Linked DNA regions of Mus musculus: region 1 is linked to region 2. Evidence: chromatin contacts called from public Micro-C data. All regions are on one chromosome and are shown on one strand. The core of a region is the stretch at or near the end of the contact, and the rest is flanking DNA. Distances in the headings are between cores, read along the strand shown.

The links. Hi-C and Micro-C count contacts between places; a contact is called where the count stands out from the background.
Region 1: a contact with region 2 is called in a Micro-C map of muscle stem cells, with 4 times the contacts expected there. The contact joins two enhancer-like sites. A contact is called at or near these places in 10 of 484 Hi-C or Micro-C datasets (adipose-derived mesenchymal stem cells, embryonic fibroblasts, forebrain and 3 more), 4 of 115 datasets of contacts at active chromatin or transcription factors (embryonic fibroblasts, heart atrium, hepatocytes and 1 more) and 3 of 9 other capture datasets (adipose tissue, liver and pancreatic islet).

What each region holds. Positions count from the first base shown.
Region 1 is chr8:36,744,328-36,751,363 of GRCm38.p6, forward strand. All of the region lies in intron 5 of Dlc1 (deleted in liver cancer 1), which reads right to left. Among named protein-coding and RNA genes, the nearest start is that of Dlc1, 200 kb to the right of the region's middle. Within about 2 kb of position 1,679, at least 60 of the 459 cell types and tissues checked have an H3K27ac peak or open chromatin away from gene starts, as enhancers often do. A contact at or near this core is called in adipose tissue, embryonic fibroblasts, heart atrium and 2 more, where this site is marked.
Region 2 is chr8:36,656,610-36,663,411 of GRCm38.p6, forward strand. All of the region lies in intron 5 of Dlc1 (deleted in liver cancer 1), which reads right to left. Among named protein-coding and RNA genes, the nearest start is that of Trmt9b, 200 kb to the left of the region's middle. Within about 2 kb of position 3,947, at least 53 of the 459 cell types and tissues checked have an H3K27ac peak or open chromatin away from gene starts, as enhancers often do. A contact at or near this core is called in adipose tissue, embryonic fibroblasts, heart atrium and 2 more, where this site is marked.

The DNA of each region.
Region 1 (7,036 bases), core at 429-2,928, 85 kb after region 2:
GGAAACCTCATTCTGAAGTAAACCTACAAGGTATAAAGAGACAGTGATGAGGGCAAGCATAATTGTGTGAAGTCGGGAACCAGCCTCTGTGCTACAGTTAGGGTGTTGGCTATCTCTCAGAGGCCACTGCATTAAGATTGTTTCCCAGGGTGGCTCTGCTGGGAGACAGAGGAGCGAGCGTCTAAGCGTGGGGCCTACTGGGGAGGCTTTGAGTCATTACAGTTGTCCTTTTAAGGAACTGTGATATCTATTCCCTTATTCATTTTGTACTTCCTGGGTCACAGTGGGGACAGCTGTCCCCACGTTCACACTCCCACCATAATATCACATGTCACCACAGACCCCAAACAGTGGCTGCTCATGTAAAACTACCAAAAACGGCAAGCCCAAATGTGTAGGTCAATTGTTTTAGTGTTGTGTTACAGAAAATGCAACTAACACGCTCTGGATTACAGGAACACTATTGGCTCATTTTTTTTCTTTTAATTATTTACACAGCAGTGCTTCATTGGTAAGTGCCATCAGCATTTCAAGTAGAGAAAGGAAAAACAAGCTCTCAAGGAAACGGAAGTGGTTTTGCCTCTGGAATTTCATGCTGAACGAGTGAGCGAGCGAGCGAGTGAGCGAGCGAGCAGTTCACATCTGGCCTGAAGATGAGGTTGTCAATGATGCAAGAACCCTGGAAGCTAAAATATTAAAAAAAAAAGAAAAACACAGCAGGGCTGGCGGTAGGAAGTGAGGTGGCAACCTTGCCACTGAAGTGGGAAGTGCCCTTATTTAAAGCAGACCTCTTTGCCTGTAGCTGTGCTGTTGCTAGCATTTAGTGAAAGGGTGATTCGCTCTGAAATCAGTTGGAAAAGTTAGAGTTCTTAAGGAGCAGCTTTAGGTCTTTAGTTCTCCAAATTCATGCTGTCTTCTCTTTATCCTACTGATGTCATTTGTTATTTGTTATCGAAGAAACGATTGAGTTATAAGAACATAGAAGTCAAATGTAACAAAACCTGTCACTCAAAACAAAACATAACTGGGAAATGTTCAACTCTGTTCAGTCATTAATTGATATATGTATCCCCCCCCCCCACACACACACAGAGACACACACACACAGAGACACACATACACAGAGAGACACACACACAGACACACACACACAGACACACACAAAGTCCATATATATGTAGCCCATATATATATACATATATATACACACATATACATATATATATATACACATATATATATATAAACTCCATCTCTCTCTATAAAGTCATATATATATATATAGTCCATATGTATATAAAGTTCACAAATATATATATATATATGTATATATGTGTATGCATATATATATTCCTTTATTAAAAGTGATATTGATCATAATGATTATTATCAAATGGTTCCTGGTATGGTAACATATCATTTAAAACAAACAGTTCCTGATTTTTAATTTTTCTTTTTTACTGTTGCATACAAGAATAGGGATATCTAGATCTTGCAGCTGGGGTAATACCTCTGATTATAAGATTTAGTGTTCTTGGTAAAGTTATAACTGTCCAAGGCCAGTTGGAGCTTGAAATTATCCTATTTCTCTCTCTTTTCCTCTCTGAACACAGGCTCTGGGCTCTAGCTGGCAGGCAGCATGATTGCATCATCAAGCCATAAGCACCCCTGCAGTCCTGACCTTGCCAACACTTCCTTAGCCTAGCAATGTCTCAGATCTTCCTTTCCAGTTTCAAGGCGCCCATCCCTGTACGGGCTCCAGCTTCCTTGGACAACTCCGGCTTATGTGACGGCTCCCTTGGCTAAAATGCCCAGGGTATCTTGAGAATTTTACAGCCCAGTGCTCAGCACTTATCTTGCTCGGCAGGCTGCCTTCACACCGAAAGGACGTGCTCTCAAGACCTAGAGAGAGGAAATCCTGAGACAACTAAACAAGCAAAGCAGGAAAGCAGCGCATACCAACATCACTTGCGCCCAGTACGTTTCCCCTTATCACATCATTCAAGTGCAAGGCAGAGGAAGTGGGAGCTCAAGAGAACGGAGGGCTAATGTTGGCTGCACTTAGATCAAACTGGGGTACATCGCTTCCATCAGGAGGAAACTGAAGCCTGTGGCCTCTCTAAAGAACACAGAGCATGTTTGGATTTACGGAATGTTTACTCTGTGTCACTCGGCTGTTTCTATCGTGACTAGATTGTAAAGATGCCGCTCCTAGTGCGGTTTTCCCACCCGTGTCTGGGTATCTTTGGTCTCTCCACTCTTTCTTTTACTCTGACGCATTCAGTCCTTTTCCTATCATGCTCTCTAATATTACCCAGGGTCGAACACCCACTTCATCGTCTTACAAAGCCCAGGATTCCTATTGCATTGGTGCTTGGTAATAATATTCTCTGGGCTGCTTCATGATGGAAAGAGTTGAGCTCTGAAGGAAGAGAGGGTGTATGTGCAGGGCTGTAGGGAAATTTATATGTAGAACAAGAACGTGGCTCCCATATATACTGACTTACTGAATGTTAGTGGTGGTGCAGTGTGCCATCCACCTTCCTTCTATTCCCACCATATTGTATATGGACTTGCTATCAAAACCTTAAAAGGTGTTCAATTTCACAGACTGAATAATGAGTCGCTTCACTAAAGATGATACGAAGGTATAGCTAAAGATAAAGGTGACTATGCGCTACATAAGCCACCCTTGATCATTTTCTCTGTTGAATACATATGTATCTTACTTTTTTCACTTCTACTGTAGACTCTTCATGTGCAGTGTGCTACATACATTTATAAGTACAATATGGGGTTTAGTAGACATAGTTTTGCTTACAAGTAGTAAGATAAAATCTTTTAGTAGCTATTGAGTATCATGATAATTTGTTTGAATTTTTAAAAGAATGGTTTCTAAGCAAGAATTAAAATTGTGTGTCCATGGAGGAAAATGGGGCCAGCAGCCAACGATTCTCACCCCTCAGTGTTAATAAGAACCCTTTGGGGAGGGTCACATCTTCAATGAGATAAGATCTCTGAAGACGGAATAAAGCCAAAGAGGAACTGACAACCCAAAGACCAACGCTGGTGTAACTGACTTAAGGCTTAGGAATAGCAACCATTTTCTTAATTACACAGGATGACAGTAAGTACTATGAAAGCAGTATCCAACCTTATTTTACATGCTTTGCGACATTTAATAATGCACGAAATAAATAAAATCAAAACTTTTGGATCCGAAGATTAAACATGAATAATGAACCAATTAAAACAAATACCAAGGGAATTCTAAAATAGTATCCATAGGGTTAGTCAGAAATTTACGCTTATTGACAGTTATATCCTTTATGTAGGCACAGATACTGAAAGAAATATGAAAAAAAAAGTTAAATTACGGTACATCATAAAACAACAACAACAACAACAGTAACAACAAACTCCCCAAAACAAAGCAAAAAAAAAAAAAAACCAACAAAAACCTAAACAACAACAACAACAGTAACAACAACAACCCCCAAAACTAGTATGAGGAAGTCTCCTGCAGGCCCCCCTCTTTAAAACAACACAACAAAACAGCCTCTGAAACTCCAGGGGTTAAATAGTTTCACTAAAGAAAATAGCGAAGTAGCTGAAGTCATGGGAAATGGTGAAGAACGAGCACGGGGCTGAAACCCCAGCACAGATGGAGCAAAGAGTTTCCAGATGTGCTGCTCTGTCTATGGATCAGCGCACCAGCGTGGCCTGCTCGGATTCTAGGAGGAACGAATACAAGAAGCGTTTCTTGCTCACTTTTGCCTGTAATCGAACTAAACCTACTTTGCTGAAATTTCATATGTCTTTTCCTGCAGGGAAATGTTTGTCGTTCTGTAATCTGAATCTGAGACGCGTCTCAGAGAGCCGGAGTCTGTTCTAGACTGGAATGCCTTCCTCAGGCCTGGCGGTGCGCAGACTGTTGTCTATACATCTCCGTTTACAAGGACACTTTGATGTGTCTATCCGGACTCTTTGGTCTGTATCCCTTGCATGTGCGCATGCCAGTGAGATTGGGGATGTGTTTAATTTTTTTGTTGCCGTGGGCCTTCTAGGGAAACGGCTTGATATTAGTTGCAGAATGGTAAGTCCCGTCTCAGAATCGGGTCCACAAAGTCACATGGAGATGACCACCTTCTCCCTATCTATTTATTTATGAGACAAGGTTTCACATAGCCACCGCTTGCCCTGTATTCACCGTGTAGTCACGGATGACCTTGAATTTCCGGGTGTCCTGCCTCCCGCTCCTGAGTGTTGCTGGGCTAACCGACTTGTGGGACTACAAAGATTCCCATGTGTGATCCTTGGACCTTTTTGCATGCTAGGCAGGCATGTATAGTACCAACATGGCTACATCCCCAGCCTCAGCCACCTCTACTTTTTAAAGGGCCTAAACTTGGTGCACCACAATATTATAAAACAATGGGAGGTTTATTGCAATGTTATATTGACTCCTTGATCCACTAAAGTCCCAAAATAAGAAAAAAAAACTTATATCTGTTGGGGTACCTGAGCAATCATCTTTCTCCACAACTGGAAGGGGGCCTCAGGAAGAAATAGTAACAAAAAGAAAATCCAAGCCATGGTAGGGAGATGGCATCACTGGTGAAGTGCTTGCCAGGCAAACACGAAGCTCTGAGTCTGATTACCCAGCATTCACACAAAAGCTGGGTCTGGTATCACATGTCTATGATCCCAGTGCTGGTGGTAGCCAGGCCATGTGGAGACGGACTGATCCTAGGTTAGCCAGTTTAGCAAAAAATGAGAGACAGACACTGTCTTCCCCCTCCCCCCAAAAGAGTTGAGAGTATCTGAATAGGACAATGAATTTTACATGTTTGCACACATATGACCACACACACACACACACACACACACACACACACACACACACACACACACACACCACACACACACACTACAGACACACCTTCCCACAATCGTAGTTGGTGGTGGCTCATATTTGTCATAGTACATCTTTCCGAGGACGAAAGATCCTGTTTTAGAAAACCTAGGTGTTGAAATCCTGACTTAACTAAAAGAGATAGATAGATAGACAGACAGGCAGATAGATATTGAGAAAATAGTAGGGTTGTAGAAGAAAACATTACAGAAATGCTCCTGTGTAAGTATATTCTTTCATTAAGGACAAATTGCATAGAATATGTCTAAAAAAATTCAGAGTTTTTCTATCAAAGTTTTTTTTTACTTAAAAGTCTGTACTAGGTATCACGCTCATATTTTTGGCTCATAATTTCCTTAGATAAACACATTTTTCTTTCTTTAATTGGATATTTTATTTATTTACATTTCAAATGCTATCTCCTCTCCTGGTTTTCCCTCTGTAACCCCTCTATCACAACCCCTCTTACCCTGCTTCTAAGAGGATGTTCTCCCCACCCACCCACCCACTTCTGCCCCACTGCCCTAGCATTCCTCTATACTGGGGCATCGAGCCTTCATAGGACCAAGGGCCTCCCTTCCCATTGATGTCAGGTAAGGCCCCTTTGGCTCTTTCAGTCCTTCCCCTAACTTGTCCATTGGGGTCTCTGTGCTCAGTACAGTGTTGGCTTCAAGCATTAGATAAACACATCTATTGTTTATATTCCTCCATCTTGTGAGCTTACAGTGCTAGGTATTATTGATTAGTATCTAGATATTTAATTTTAATGAGGAAACATGAGTGTATAGTGTACTGAAGATGTAAAATTACTGGGAGCAGTGGCACTGTAATGAAATTACAATGCAGATTTAAAACACAGCAGTTTCCTGGGATACAAGTAAATTGGTTTTAAAAGACAGAAAACATCTACTTGCTGAAGAGGACAAAGAAACTCCCATATCTTATAAACAGGTATGGTGCTGCTGACTTGGATAAATGGTACTGAAAGAAGATGAAATGGAAAGATATTCAGTGTGCTAAAACATAATTTTGATTCAGAAATATGATTTTTTGTCACATAAAAGACAATATCTTTGTGAAAACTCATGATTTTATCAAGCATTCACTATATTCTCAGATGTTGCTAGATTTTATAAGAATAGATAAATAGGAAAATAGAGACTAGTTCTTTATAGTGGCTGGTTATGACACATTCTGAGACCCAAAGCATACTCATTATGGTATATACTTAGTTTGAAAACACGTATATTAGAAATAGGAAATGATGTAAAGTCTCAGAGAGAGATAAGCATCAGAACTCTCAGAGACAGATTGGCCATAATTATCTAGTCATAGAAATTTGGGGATGGATGTCTAAGCACCCAGGTGTACACAGTTCATTTGTATTGTATCCAACCAATAGAGTCAAGCAGGTAGTGATCCAGACCAATTCTGCTGGTGTGGCAGTCGCCTCCCAAGAACTGGATCAGACAGCTAGGGACAAACAGTCCATATTTTAGATGTACCGAATTCTGTGATGCAATCTTGCTATTCTGTTCTCTCCTACCTGGAATGTGAACCATTCCCAGCCAGCATATTTACATTGTACTCACTAGACCTTGTTTGCTCTTGAATAGCTTATGTCTAGAAAACAAGCCAAGTATAGAGGAGATTCTATACTACCTACGGTTTCAAACATTCATCGGAGGTTGTATATTATATTCTCTATGGACAAGAGACTACTATATATACTCATAATGAAATATTCAGCACCTAAAAGAAGTTACCAATCCCTGACAAGCGTTGGAGGGGCTTAAATGTATATCACTCAGTGCCCCATGTCATCATGTCCTTTGTTTTGACTTGACCAAAGGAATATCACACTTTGAACCATGCTCCCCACTCAATATTGCTGTGCTCCCCACTCAATATTGCTGTGCTCCCCACTCAATATTGCTGTGCTTCCCGCCCAGTACTGCTCTCAACTTAAAACTGCAGTGGAAAAAGAAGTGCTCCTTTATTACCTCAGCTCCTTCTCGGTGCCCAGCACCGTATTCAGTAATGTTTCAAATGATAATTTGGAGGCTAATTTTGATATCTTGGATAATATGCAAAAGTAGGGTAAACAAAACAATCAAGCCA
Region 2 (6,802 bases), core at 2,697-5,196:
GGAAATGGCACTTGGCCTGAGACAGACATCTGGGAGAGGTTGCCGCAGTGCCCTCAATACAAACATAGTGACACTACCTTCTTAACTTTATATTTTCTAGTACCACTTTCCAAAATCCAAGAAAAAATAGATAGGATCAATTCCAACACTAGATTTTAGTAGGAGATACAGGACCAGTATATTTCAGATGCTATTTCAGTAGGTAAGCAACATCAAGATTCACATCATGTTTGGCATTCTTGGCATCCCAGGAAGCCTCTGTCTGGGGTGTAACCTTAACCCATTCAGGTTGGCCACACTTCAGGTGCACCATGGCTCTATGTGTTTATGGCTACCTGATGAGTTGGACTATATGCAAATGCTGCACATTGGTGTAAGCAGGGAGTGGGGGCCTGCTCCTGTGATACCTCCTAGTCCCAGTTGCTGCTGAGGGATTCTTTCTCTCTTGCCTCTTTGGTAAAATTCGGAGAATGGACTTTGTTAGAGGAAAGACTTCTATCCTTGGTGGACCATGTGATCACCATTTAGAGCCAAGAATGGACTCACAGTGCTAAGTAACACAGTAAGTTACATCTATAGAACCAGCCATTTAAAAGAAATTGCCTTTGAGGGAGCTGGTAAGATGGCTCAGCGCTTAAAAGCAGCAACTGCTCTTCCAGAGGTCCTGAGTTCAATTCCCAGCAACCACATGGTGGCTCACAACCATCTATAATGGAATCTGATGCCCTTTTCTGGTGTGTGTGAAGAGAACAATGGTGTGCTCATATATACAAAATAAATAAATAAATCTAAAAAAATGCCTTTGAAAGAGGCAACAGCCATAAATGGGGGCGGGGAGTGATTGATACATCTGGGGGTACTCAGAGAGCTAACCTGAGATTTAGTTACATTTAGAGAAGAATTAGGATGAGAAATCGGGGCAGAGAAAGATCTAGATCACTGGTGAAGAAGAGAAGAGGGTGAGAGTATGGTGAACGCAAAAGTAGACTCGGTTAGGATAATTCCACGAATTGAAGGTCAGACAAGTCAGGGGGCAGCTGAAGGAGCAGCCTCAGGAGACCAGATCTCTTCTCCCCAATAATTTACTCCACTTCCTGGTTAGGCAGAGGGTTAGGAATCCAACAATGGTTAGGACAGCCCCAGACAACAGCCCGTGCATGGGGGAAGGTTGGGAGGAGGTGATATAGACACGGCAATAGGAGATGATAAAGTGGAAAAATAGATGTGGTTGGTTCTGCTTAAGCAAGCTGCGGTAAGCAAGGAAGTTAACCGATGACTGGCAGGAAGAGAGGAAGTGGAATTCCCATAGCCTCTTTGTAGACACATGATTTTCAGGAAGACAGAGATGAACTGGGGATCACATATTGCTCTGTAGACCCTTACTGACTGGAAAGACTGGGAGGAGTGAGGAAAGCATGAGCCAGGCCATGTAGACCACAGAAGCTATTTTAAGATGCCGCGAGACTTTGGTCACTAGAGGTTTCCAGCTGTGAGCCAAGAGGATGAGTCAGAATGGTGGGTCCACCTTTGTATTCTTGAACTCAGCAAAGCTAGACTCTTTTAGAAAACCACAGAACAGAGCTCCAAGTCTAGGGTCTAGTCCTTGCTCATGTCTGGGCTACATGTGTTCTTGGCTAAGTTGCACCCCCAGAGCATCCCTTTCTGTGTGTATAAAATAATGGGTCTGGCAGTAGTAACTCCTGTTGTCCTCTTAGCCTTTAAACATCTATGACTTATGCTTTGAATCTTAGCACTCGGGAGACAGAAGCCAGCAAACCTCTGTGAGTTCAAGGCCAGCCTGGTCTACACAGTGAGTTACAAGTCTGCCAGCACTATATAGAAAGACCCTGTCTTAAAAAAATAAAAAAAGAAAGTAAAAGCCCGTGACTTTGAGTTAGGTCTACTCTGACTTCTTAAAATTCCTTATGGTTCTCTTCCTGTTGTCTACTAAAGAGTAGGCTCTAAGAGCTAGAATCACAGATACACAGACAGTATGAAACCATACATAGTTCATATGTATTTTGTCCTCCATACATGTATAATTACAATAAAGTTTAACTCATAATTTGGGCACAGAAAGAGATTAACAACAACAACTAAATGTAAAATAGAACATTTACATATAATATGCAAATATAATACAACTACGAGAATCACAACTCTGACACTAAGGTGACAACTATTAAGTAAGCTAAGAATCATTAAAACATAAACACTGTGAAACCTTGACAGTGACTGATAATCCAGATAGTTCCTAAGTAACTCATGAGCCGGTAGCATATACAATATGGATCCCAGAAGAACAGAGCCTCACTGAGAGATTTTTTTTTTATCTCTCTATCAAGAAAGGCATGCAACATAAAGTGATTAATGCTTGCTTTTCGATAGCTCCATTTAATACTTTCAAAATGCAATTGTCTATGAATGACTAAAACCTTAGCGAGTGAAACTTCAGATAATGGGGGACCACTGCACCACAGGGGAGTCAGCTGTGTTATTCGTTGACTACTTCTATTTAGGATAGAACTAGGTTTGGGAAAGTAGATGCTATGCAGTTTTGGAAAATGCCCTCTTTAAGGCTACCCAGGAATGAGGAGATGGCTTAGTTGCTAAAGAGCTGGTTATGCAAGGCAAAAGGATCTGTGTTTGACCTTTGCTGCAAGGTAGGGCTGGGTAGAATCCTGGAGCTCACTAGCAAGGCAGCTTAGCTTAATTGACTAGCTCCAGGGACCAGTCTCAAAATGATGTACAAGATGATGTCTATGGAATGACCAATGGGGTTGACCTCTGGCCTTCCACACACACTTGCAAACATTCATGTATGCTTATACACGTGGCATGTGCATATATACATTCTATACCAACACACCCAAGGAAGACAACACAATTAGGAACACAGCATTGGATAGGAGAGTGACTTAGAATAAGAAAAGAAATGATAACGGTCTTCCAGACATTAGCTTTCACTCTTTTTCTTCTGATAGCTCTATTGACAACCATCCGGCATGATCTTACAGACATGTTTCTTGATTCCAACCAAACCTCCCCTCTTTACTTGGTATAGCACAGTCCAGGTACTGTCCAGAGTCTAGCTTATTTTAGGGTCTGTGCATGTTAAGGTTCATCATGGGTGAAATGTCCAAATTCATATGTTGAAGTCCTACCCCCACCTGCACAGTCAGAGATATTTATTTATTCGGAGATAAACTCCTTAAAGGGGTGGGTGATTGATGTGGATGTTAGGGGAGAGACTCTCTTCTTTCATGCTTCATGCCTTTGATCATGACTTCTCCAGCTGTTCCAATCCGACCTATCCTAGCCTTCCTTGTGGTGAAACCTCCCATGCTCAGAGTGCACTAACAACCTATTGGCTGCCATTCATTTTGCGAAGGGCAGCCACATTTCCTCGTGGCTACGCATGCTATTATCCTCCTGTAGTGTTACTTTGGATCTTGATCCTACAGCTTCTTCCTTATTGGCTAAGTCTTCAGGAGACCATCAGGATGGTATCTTAGGTCAAAGTCAGATGTTAGAAAAATTCCTTGAACAGTATTTTTTGAGGTAGGGGGATGGAGACTCCATTTAATTTTTTTGAAGTCTTTTTATATGCTAGTTTTGATGTTAAAAGATAATGGAATCCACTATACTTACTGACAGGCTATTACAATACCAGCATTGAACACATAAAAGGTATGTCAGAGTGGAGGCTAGTTCAGCGTTAGAGCTGAAATCCCCCACTGCCTCCCACCTCTTCCCACTAATTCACTTATCTCTTCTTCTGTTGTGGCAACCCAATCCTGGTTATTACCTTCTGTTTTCCTACTGCTTACGCCAGCAACGGAAGTTCACAAGAATATCTTCCAAAACCCTTTGGCCAGAACGAAAGGAAGTGAGCACATTCAAGGGTAGAGGATGATTCAATCTCTTTGAGTGCTCAAGTCCTGGTACCCCTTCGGAAACCATTGAGAAGAATGCCAGCAAGCTGTAATTACTATGGTGCTCCCTGGGAGGTGGAGACCTGCCAGTACTCACTGGATCTCAACCAACAATTCATTTCAAGTGAGTCACTGAAGGAAATGAGTATCCAGTTTGGCCATTTTTAAGGGACTATTTAACACCCTTAAAAATCCAAATGTGTGATTGATACAAAGATTTATAAAATTAGACAGCATTATGACATATGATATACATGACATATGATATATATATACACACACACACATATACACGCATAATACATATATGTATACACACACATATATACATGTACATTATACATATATCTATACATACACGTGGTCCTGGTAGGCCTGGAACATGCTAAGTAGGCCAGACTGGCTTTGCATCTGCCTCCTGAGAGCTAGGATTAAAGGCAAGTGCTACCACGTCATGGACTCACCAGGATTTCCAGTGGAGGCTTAAATATGCACTAAAGATAATATTGCACTAGAGATTTATGACAGAGAAAAACCAAGTAAGAATAAACTTGGCTCATAAAAGTCTGCATTGAGAAATGAAGCTTTAGGTCCCTACTGAGCAACTATACCTGTATTCAAGATATTTCTCAAATGTCCCATTCTTCCACCAAACCAGGATCTCCAGGATGAGGAGGATCCAGTATTCTTCTCAGGAAAGCAAGGCTGCTTTTGCAATCAGAACAGCTTCCAAGACTCTGATGCCAATAATGGCTTGGAATGATTTAGCGTCAACTTCAGAAACGTCCATGGGAGCTGAGTGGGTAGCTATGAATCACTGTGTGCCCTCTGCATACATCGTTACTGAGCTCCTCGGACCATTATATGAAAATCATACTCCGCATTTTTGGGGGGGGGGATAAGAAATGCTTTTCCTGATGGCATCAGACTGTCTGGAAGTAAAAGCTGCAGCAGCCCCTAGTGAGCCGTGTACCTCGGGGTTGGATGTGTTCCAGACGGATCTGCAAATGGTGTTTTGAGTCTCAGGCAACACACCTGATTGGGAACGTGGCCACAGGCAGAAGCAGTGCCTCTGGCAATGAGGAGAGAGGTCTTCCTTCATTCTGGTGATTTCAAAGAAAACATTGAAATAATTTTTAACTCCTTCAGGGTTGGTGAGAAGTAGTATTGGTGGCCTGAACTTATTCTCTGAGCATGGATAAGACTGTAAACCTAGGAGAATCAACCTGCATCCCATTGACTGAGCATGGGTCTCTGATTTGCTACGGCTGTTGCTCATTAACTGGGCCAAAGTTGATACCACAACACACTATCACGTGGGGTGGGGGGAAGTTAGTGGTAAGCCCCAAATCTTTGTGTTTTAGTCCCATGTATATACTGCATTGTCTGTGTAGCGTCAGTGCTGGGCAGGTTCCCTGAGCTATCTGTCGGGGTTGATGGATGCACTTTATCAGCAACTGCAGATGACAATCGTTCTGTGGTGACATCAAAAGCTGCCGAGTTTCTCAACCAGACGTGTTCTTACAGGCAGCTGCCGATGCACGGGTCGATATCAAGCCTGCATACAGACAAGTGAACAGCTCGTGTCAGTGGTGACCGCTTAGACTAAAGCGGCTGTGAGTGCCACTCTTTGCTGCCTACATCTATAGTATGTGAACCTCGGCGGATGGAACTGAGGGTGTCTAATTCATAGAAAAAATATTTCAAGAGCATTTATCATCACTGTTGTCATCATCATCATCATCATCATAGTTTTTTTTTTTTTGTGTGTGTGTGTGTGTGTGTGTGTGGATGAAGTTCTTCTGTGAAGGAATTTGGTTTTGCTAGTGTAGCTTAAAGAATAGCTTCTGACCAATAGGTTGAAGTCAATTGGAAACAAGTTTCAGACTAAACTAAAAGCTTCATCCCTCCCTTCTCTCCTTTCTCCCCCTTTCCTCCCTCGATCTTCTCTCTCTTCTTCCCTCCCTTCCTCTCACTTTCTTTGTGTTCCCTGGAGCAGATTTCACGATGTGCTTCAGGTTGGCCTTGAATTTGAGTTGCTTCTGCCTCAGACTTCCAAGTGCTAGGGTTACAGGTGTGCCTCCCACGGATCAACTAGAAGGTTGTTCTCTAACTCTTCTCAACTGATAAGTGAGTGCTTCAGGACAGGGGCGTGAGCAAGGAGTATTGTATTTGAAAGACAGGAATTTGAGTTATTTTACTTTTCATTGACTATTATAAATAGCGGACGAATAAAAGATACTGAGCCTCAAGAAGAACGGAAAGGAAATAACATAAGAATGAAGAATAGTTTTGGAATAGTATGGATATTCAGCTTTAGAAAACATATACTACTTATATAGGTATTACAGGTTAGAGCTATCTCTTCATTCACATGTGTACACCATACAGATATGGACTGGATAGGGAAATATCAAGTCATGAGATGGTTTCTTGGACAAGGGAGTTAGGATGAAACATGTGTTATTTAAGTTATGTACTGCATTAAGTTTTGTAATTAAATTTTAAAATTAAATATTAAGTTATTTACTATAACTTCAGCCATAGTATTTTTATTTCCTTATGTAAAAAAATAATGCAAATATTAGATAATATTTTATGTTTCAACTTTAGATGTGGGGAGCCTGGATGCAGAAAGCATACCAGGACAATGTCAAATAAAAAGAAAAGTGAACCCTTTATGTGGTTACAATCCTCTGACTTTTCTCATCCCAGCATGCACCTCTCTCTTGCCCACCACTGCTGATCTATTGGCCATTTTCTGGAAGGTCTGGGGACCATTCGCTTATCAAGGGCATCTTCCAAGTGAACTATAACCTGATGCTCATGATTTCTCCAATGGACAGGAGCCTCTGTGGTTAGACCAA